Linked DNA regions of Sus scrofa: region 2 is linked to region 1. Evidence: chromatin contacts called from public Hi-C data. All regions are on one chromosome and are shown on one strand. Each heading gives the region's core, a stretch centred on a gene start, on an enhancer-like site or on the middle of the called end of the contact. The rest is flanking DNA. Distances are from core to core; before and after follow the strand shown.

Region 1 (3,355 bases), core at 647-3,146:
CTTCTACCTGCCCAGGTTGCACAGCTCCTGACCCTAACCAGAAATTGCATATTGCGTAACTTTCATTTTTGGAAAGGCTCTGGCTTCTTTTTTTTTTCTTTCCTTTTTTTTTTTTTTTTTTTTTTTTTGCTTTTTAGGGCTGCACCTGCAGCATATGGAAGTTCCCAGGCTAGGAGTCTAGGAGTCAAATCGGAGCTGCAGCTGCCGGCCTACACCACAGCCACAACAACGCAGGATCTGAGCTGCATCTGCGACACCAGATCTTTAACCCACTGAGCGAGGCCAGGGATCGAACCCACAACCTAATGGTTCCTAGTTGGATTCATTTCTGCTGAGCCATGACGGGAAGTCCCAAGGCTCTGGATTCTTGGGACCAGTTAGTTCCCAGGGTCTCTGGGCCCAACAATTAAGAACTAATTCAATCAAGATCAGTTTTCCCAGCACCACTTTACTGAGTACCTGGGTGATGTTACACAAAGCTTTACAAAGAAGTTGATTTGAGGTGATTTACAGACTAGTCCTTTTCCTACAGGATTTGCTAGAAACAAATAACAAAAGCTTTCTGCGTGACCAGGACTCAATTTTTAAATTCACGATGGAAGCCAAAAAAGCCATCTGGCTTTCCTATTTCATATCTCTTTTAGTTGATGAGTATTTGTTTTTGCTTGTTTTTTTCCCCTCAAGAATAATGATCCAAACTGCTGTTTTCTTTATATCTCTGTTGTTTTTTTAGACCTAATAAGTGTTACAGCATAATAATTATAACAACACAAATAATGAGGCATAAACATTTCTGTAATGCCCGTACCCCTCGGCATGCATTTCTAAGGATGGTGAACTGAAGAAACAAGATCGTGTAATTAAAATAAGCTTTTGTTAACTTATTTCACGGCAGTGTCTCTCTTTTTTGATGATACAAGAGGTTTTCATTTATTATGTGGCTACTCTGTGCCAACTATTGTGCTAAGTATATTACATATGATTTATTATTTCGTTAGTTCATATTTTGACACTTAGCCATACACTGTCTTTTCTTATGATGTGACCTTTTCCTAAGAAATGGGCTATGTAGCTCCCAAAGCAAGTATCAGGAGAACACAACTTGAGACTAGGGTCTCCTGACCTGTTTCCCAGGCTACACTCATGCTCATTTATTTCATTTTCTGCATTGGCATGAGACCCCTCTTTCTAAGTGTTTAATCTCTTTAACCATGTGATTCCCTTCCAGAATCACCCTTCTTAGCAGTGCGACTTCAAGAAGCATCCCAGTTTTATGCCTTGGTACCCTTAGACATCAGCCCCTGTTCCAGTCCAACCCCGCCTGGCAAGACACTGTTCTCAAGGACTAGACAACACTCCTTCCACCCCTGGGTTTCACCTGGCCTGAAATCCCCTCTTTCACCCTCTGCTGCCAGTGTAGCCTAATGGAGTAAAGTTCTGGAGTCTCACCTCAAGGGCAGAACCCAACTTGTCTGCGAACAAGATGTCTTATGCATTTGGCTATTTGTGACTGAGGCGGTTATATCTTTCCTAGGAGCGTCTCCCTTTTCTAAAGCGGAAGGTTGGTTGAGTTAGCTCGCCCAGGAGAAAAGTGTGCACTCACACTCTAAGCAATAACAGCCAGGGATATGGGGGTGGGATGGGGTAGGAATGGGAGGGAGGTTGGCCTAAGAGACTCCAGATGGGGACAGAATTGAAAAATACCCTTTTATCTCCTTTCGTCTAAGATCTCCTAAGAAGTAGGCAATACTTTGAGAAATAAGGGAGCCCGTTCTTGTTTGCCCCCATCTCCGATGTCTCCTCTTTCCCAGGCGCGACGCAGCAAATAGTGGAGTTGGTGGGGAAGCAGGGAGGAAGGGGGCTGCCAAACTAATGTGTTTTGCAAGGAAATTGACTACGGCTACTTAACAGGAATTGAGAAAGTGGTCCCAAGGATACTAGCTCTCAACCCGCCGCTGCCTCAACTCCAATCTCGGGGAACCAGTGGCTGGAAGGGACCCAGCTGGCACCCCTCGACCCAGGGATGGGGGCGGGGAAAAACGGCTTGGCTCCGCCCCCGGAGCTGGGCGGTGACCAGTAGGCGGCAGCGCGCGCGCGCGCGCGCGCGGCGCTCTCATATAAGGAGCAGGCCTGGAGCCGCGGATCGCTGGGAGCGCGCTGAGTTTAGAAGGCAGGCGTCGACATGAGCTCGGTGCCAGCGTTCCTGAGCGCCGCGGACGTGCAGGACCACCTCCGCAGCTCCAGCCTCCTCATCCCGCCTCTGGAGGCGGCCCTGGCCAACTTCTCTAGCGGCCCCGACGGAGGGGTCGTGCAGCCGGTGCGCACCGTCGTGCCGGTGGCCAAGCACAGCGGGTGAGTGAGTAGGAAAGCTGGGACCTGGGACGGGAGAAACTGGAAAGGAGGGATGAGAAAGGAAGCCGCGGGAGAAAGGAAGGGAGAGTTTACCTAATCACGGCTCATAACAGCTGTCACTTAATGTATGCTCCCCACTGCGCCAAATGGGGGCTTTGTAGGCGTTACCTTGTTTCATTCAACATATTCCATATGTAGGTAGGTATTGATGCAACCATTTCCTAATGGGAAAACCGAGACTCAGAGAGGCGACGTGATTTACCCAAGGTTACACAGCTAGTAAGTGGCAAAACTGGAGTGGTTTTTCTCCTGCAGATGCGGACTCTGCATACTGCCTGAGCGGAGGCAGAGGGATGGGGAGGGAAGGGAGAAGGCCAGTAAGGCAGTGACTGAGGAAAGGGGAAGGCAGGGATATGGGGACTTGATAAGACACCCCAGCATTGATGGGAAGGGGTTGAAGCTGCTCCTTCTCTTCTTGTAGTTTCCTGGGGGTCATGCCCGCCTACAGTGCAGCAGAGGATGCGCTGACCACCAAGTTGGTCACCTTCTATGAGGGCCACCGCTCCACCTCCACTGTCCCCTCCCATCAGGCCACTGTGCTTCTCTTTGAGCCGAGCAATGGCTCTCTTCTGGCGGTGAGTGACTCCCTGCCCTGGGGTAGAAGGGGGGCCCCTGGGCACGGAGCTCAGCTCAGAAGTTAGTTCTCCGTGGGCCAGGGGTGTTGTTTTTTGTTTGTTTGTTTGTTTGTTTTGTATTTTCTAGGGTCGCACCCGCGGCATATGGAGGTTCCCAGGCTAGGAGTCTAATCAGAGCTATAGCCGACAGCCTACACCACAGCCACAGCAACGCGGAATCTGAGCCGCCTCTGCGACCTACACCACAGCTCACGGCAACACCAGATCCTTAACCTGCTGTTCGAGGCCAGGGTTCAAACCCTGCAACCTCAGAGTTCCCGTCGTGGCATGCAGTGGAAATGAATCCGACTAGGAACCATGCTGGGAAC
Region 2 (3,684 bases), core at 231-2,730, 96 kb after region 1:
GTCTAATGGGGCAAGAGTGGGTAGAATCCCACAGACACAGCAATTCCCAGATCCCCTAGTCACTTACTCCTCGGATGGGCCTCCGCAGGCACTGAGAAGTCTCCGGAGGGAAGATTTAACCCCTTACACTGCGTAGGACACAAGTTCCCCGCCTTCTCCGCGCCTTCCGGGCTGAGCCAGAACACCAGCTAACCCACCCTCGCTTCTACAGCCCGCCGCCCCTCCACGACAAAAGCCCCCAACTCTTCCATCCCTGCCCCTCCCGGGGCAAACGGAAAACCTAAACGTTCCGGCTGGGGGGAGGGGGGGCTCCGCATCCAGGGCTGGAGGAAGGAAACCTGGGGGCAGCCTCGAGGGGATCCAGGCCTCCCGCTCCTCACGTGGTTCCAATCTCCCCGCCTTCGAAGACGCGAAAGGGGGCAGGCGCCCAGTTTCTTAGGATCCAAAGGGAGGGGGGAAGGGGGATGATGAAGGTAGAGAAGGGGGTCTGCACCCGAAAGGGCACCGAGGCAGGGAAATGGGAGCTCAGGAGGGAGTCGAGTACCTAGTCATTAATTTGGGGAGAATAATCCACCTTTGGAACTTGGAGTTCCTACCAGCACTGACGGGAAAGGTGGGTCCACGTTAGAGAAGAACCTGATAAGGAGGAGGGCATCTGTGTTCATTAATTCTAAAGAGGGGGTTTGGAGACTTCCCAACCAGGTTTCCCAAGAAAGGGCAGGGTCTCCGGGCTGGGATAGGGAAGACAAACCTTTCACAAAACGTAGCAGGTGTGGATAAAGCGTGTGTGTGCGTGCGTGTGTGTGTGCGTGTCTGTCCCCCGAGGGCTCGGAGGGATGGGACAATAACCAAACCGCAGACTGAAGGGTTTAAGTCCTGGGACGCCAGCTACCTTCTCAACCCACCGCCCCCGCGCTCTGCCGTTCGTCCCGCCCCGCGAAGTCTAGCCAGTCAGGGCCCTCAGTTTCCCCGCGCCCCAGCAGCCAGCTCTCACCTGCTCCTGTCAGCCGCACCTCTTATACTCTGCAGGCGGAGCAGAGTGTGCCCGGAGCGGGAAGAGGAAGCAAAACGCAGGAAAGAGGAGCGGGAAGAGGAAGCGAGAGGCGGGGCGAGGAGCTGGAGCTCGCGCCCTCCCACCCCCTCCGCGGCCCCGCCTCGCACCTCCCTTCCCCTCCCCTCCCTCCCCTCCGCGGCCCGGCCTCGCGCCTCCTCGCCCCTCCCCTCCGCTCCGCGGCCCCGCCTCGCGCCTCCCTTCCCCTCCCTCCCTCCTCTCCGCGGCCCGGCCTCGCGCCTCCTCGCCCCTCCCATCCGCTCCGCGGCCCCACCTCGCCCCTCCCCTCCCCTCCCCTCCCTCCCCTCCCTCCTCCCTCCCCTCCCTCCCCTCCGCGGCCCGGCCTCGCGCCTCCTCGCCCCGCCCCTCCTCTCCGCGGCCCCGCCTCGCGCCTCCTCGCCCCGCCCCTCGGCTCCGCGGCCCCGCCTCGCGCCTCTCCTCTGCTCTGCTCTTCTGGGCTCACCGGGCCCAAGGTCCCAACGACCACGCGGAGGCGCTGCAAGCTGCGGCGTGGCGGCCAGAGCATAGCGCCGGGTGGCCACAGCAAAGTGCGCGGAGTCCCTCAGCCTTTCGGAGCTTCTCGGACGGGCGTTGAGTGAGGAGCTCGTGAGGAAACTGAGGCTCTGAAAGAGCTGCCCTTCCACCTCAGGCAGGTGGACTGGCGCGTGAGAATGGGCTTTCTCAGGATCATAGGGCTTCCGCTGCCTAAATACCATGAACCAAGTCTTTTGGAGGCATCTCTGGAGCTCAAGACAGACAAGTGACAGTGACGTAAGTACGACTTTGACTGGAAGGTTTTAACTGCTACTTTTCAAATGCAAATGTCATGACCCAGCGACATCCTTAAAAATGGGTTAGATTAGTGTTTCCATTTTATACATGAAAAAGTCTAATCCCAAATCCTCCGTTTCAAATCAGAGCCAGAACACATGGTCCCTGACCCGAAATCCAACCCATACAGCAGGGTTTCTCAGCTGGACATCACTGCTGATATTTTGGTCAAGAAGATTCTGTGTTGAGGGGGCTGTCCTGTGTATTGTAAGATGTTTAGCAGCATCCACGGCCTCAACCCACTAGATGCCAGTAGTACTTTCCTTCCTAGCAGATGACCAAAAATGTCCCCAAACATTAGCAGATGTCCCCTGGGGGGCACAGTTGTCTAGGTTGAGAACAACTGCCATAGGACATACTGGTAAAGACCATGAACTGGGGTCCAGCAGTCCCGGGCTGTGGTCCCAGGTCAGACTTTTACTGTGTAACCTTAGAGGAATTATCTCTCTGAGCTCAGCTTCGTCTGTGAAAGGGAGAGGGGGATAGACTTGAGGACTCAGGCCCTTTCCATCCAGGGACCTGTTTTCATCCATCTCTCCTCTGTGACTCGTGTCCATAGCAACCTGGAAAATAACTCTTTAGGAAAGAGAAAAGCAATCACAGGTTTGTAGTTAGGGCTGGTGAGTACAATAATGGCTGTGAAGAACTTAGCACCTATCTGGCACATAGAAGGGACTAAAAATATTTAATGTATTTGTTTTTCCTCCCTCATCATATCAAGTTTTCCTAGTTTATTTATTTTTATTTTTTATTTTTTTATTGTGGTATAGTTGACATATAACAAATATCAGGTGTGCAACATAATGATTTGATATTTGTGTACATTGCAAAATGATCACAATAAGCCTAGTTAATGTCTGTCATCATGTATAGCGTTTTTTTTTTCCTTGTGGTGAGAACTTTTAAGATTTACTCTCTTAAAAACTCTCAAATATGCCATACAGTATTATTACCTATAATTGCCATGCTGTCTATTAATCCCCCTGACTTACTTATTTTATAACTGGAAGTCTGTACCTTTTGATTTCCTTCACTGACTTTGCCCATCCATCAATGATGTATTACTTCTACCAAGTAGTATTTCCAGAAATAATTAGGCTGGTGGATAGAGAAATAAGTTTAGGGGTCATAATAATAATAAGCTTAGGGTCCTCTCTTCCTCCACCACATCCAGGAAAGAGGGAGCTAGTGGTGACGATAGGAGGACATAGGCAGAAATGTCTTCCTAAATTCTCATGTTTCAGGCAGTCATGTCTGGTTTCATGCCTTTTTTCAACTGCAGTATGATGGATGCCCCCCCAGGAAAGGGTTGGTTGTTTTTTTGTTGATTTTGTTTTTCTTTAAAAGAAAACATTGCAACCCTCCTTCCCTGATGGGTGTCGCTTTGCAAAGCTGAATTGGGGCCTCCACTTAAAATTGTGTTCAAGGGTGCCATCTAGGGGGAACCTCTGTGAATCCTCTAATTCCTTCTACCTGTGGCTTTTTTGTAGCGTCCACCAGATTTTGCTTTCTTGAGTTTTTGGCTGCTTCCTCTACCACATTACATATTTCCTGATGGTTGGAATCTTAATATCTCTCCATAGCACAAGGACTTGGCCCTTGCTAACCATTCGATGGGTCAATAAAATAAATCCATGTGCAGCCTCGTCTACATCTTTCCACAATTAGTTACCCTGGCTAAGCCACTATTTCAAGCCTCAGGAAAGATCCTCCAGAAGCATTGGATTCTGAATAAGAAATATGAGAAAATTTCCAGTAACAGATTGAAACTTTAAGCTATGAACATCACAAAAATGGGAACA

The links. Hi-C and Micro-C count contacts between places; a contact is called where the count stands out from the background.
Region 2: a Hi-C map of subcutaneous adipose tissue shows a contact between it and region 1, with 2.2 times the contacts expected there. The contact joins the promoter of DNAH3 here to the promoter of CRYM in region 1. A contact is called at or near these places in 3 of 47 Hi-C or Micro-C datasets (skeletal muscle and subcutaneous adipose tissue) and 1 of 2 datasets of contacts at active chromatin or transcription factors (skeletal muscle).

The regions. Positions count from the first base shown.
Region 1 is chr3:24,813,114-24,816,468 of Sscrofa11.1, forward strand. It overlaps CRYM (ketimine reductase mu-crystallin), which reads left to right and starts at 1,897. Exons shown (of 8, transcript XM_003124557.5): 1 at 1,897-2,352; 2 at 2,834-2,987. The coding sequence starts at 2,183.
Region 2 is chr3:24,909,680-24,913,363 of Sscrofa11.1, forward strand. It overlaps DNAH3 (dynein heavy chain 3, axonemal), which reads left to right and starts at 1,481. Exons shown (of 66, transcript XM_021086503.1): 1 at 1,481-1,822. TMEM159 (a long non-coding RNA gene) reads right to left here and starts at 1,148. Exons shown (of 8, transcript XR_002342386.1): 1 at 995-1,148.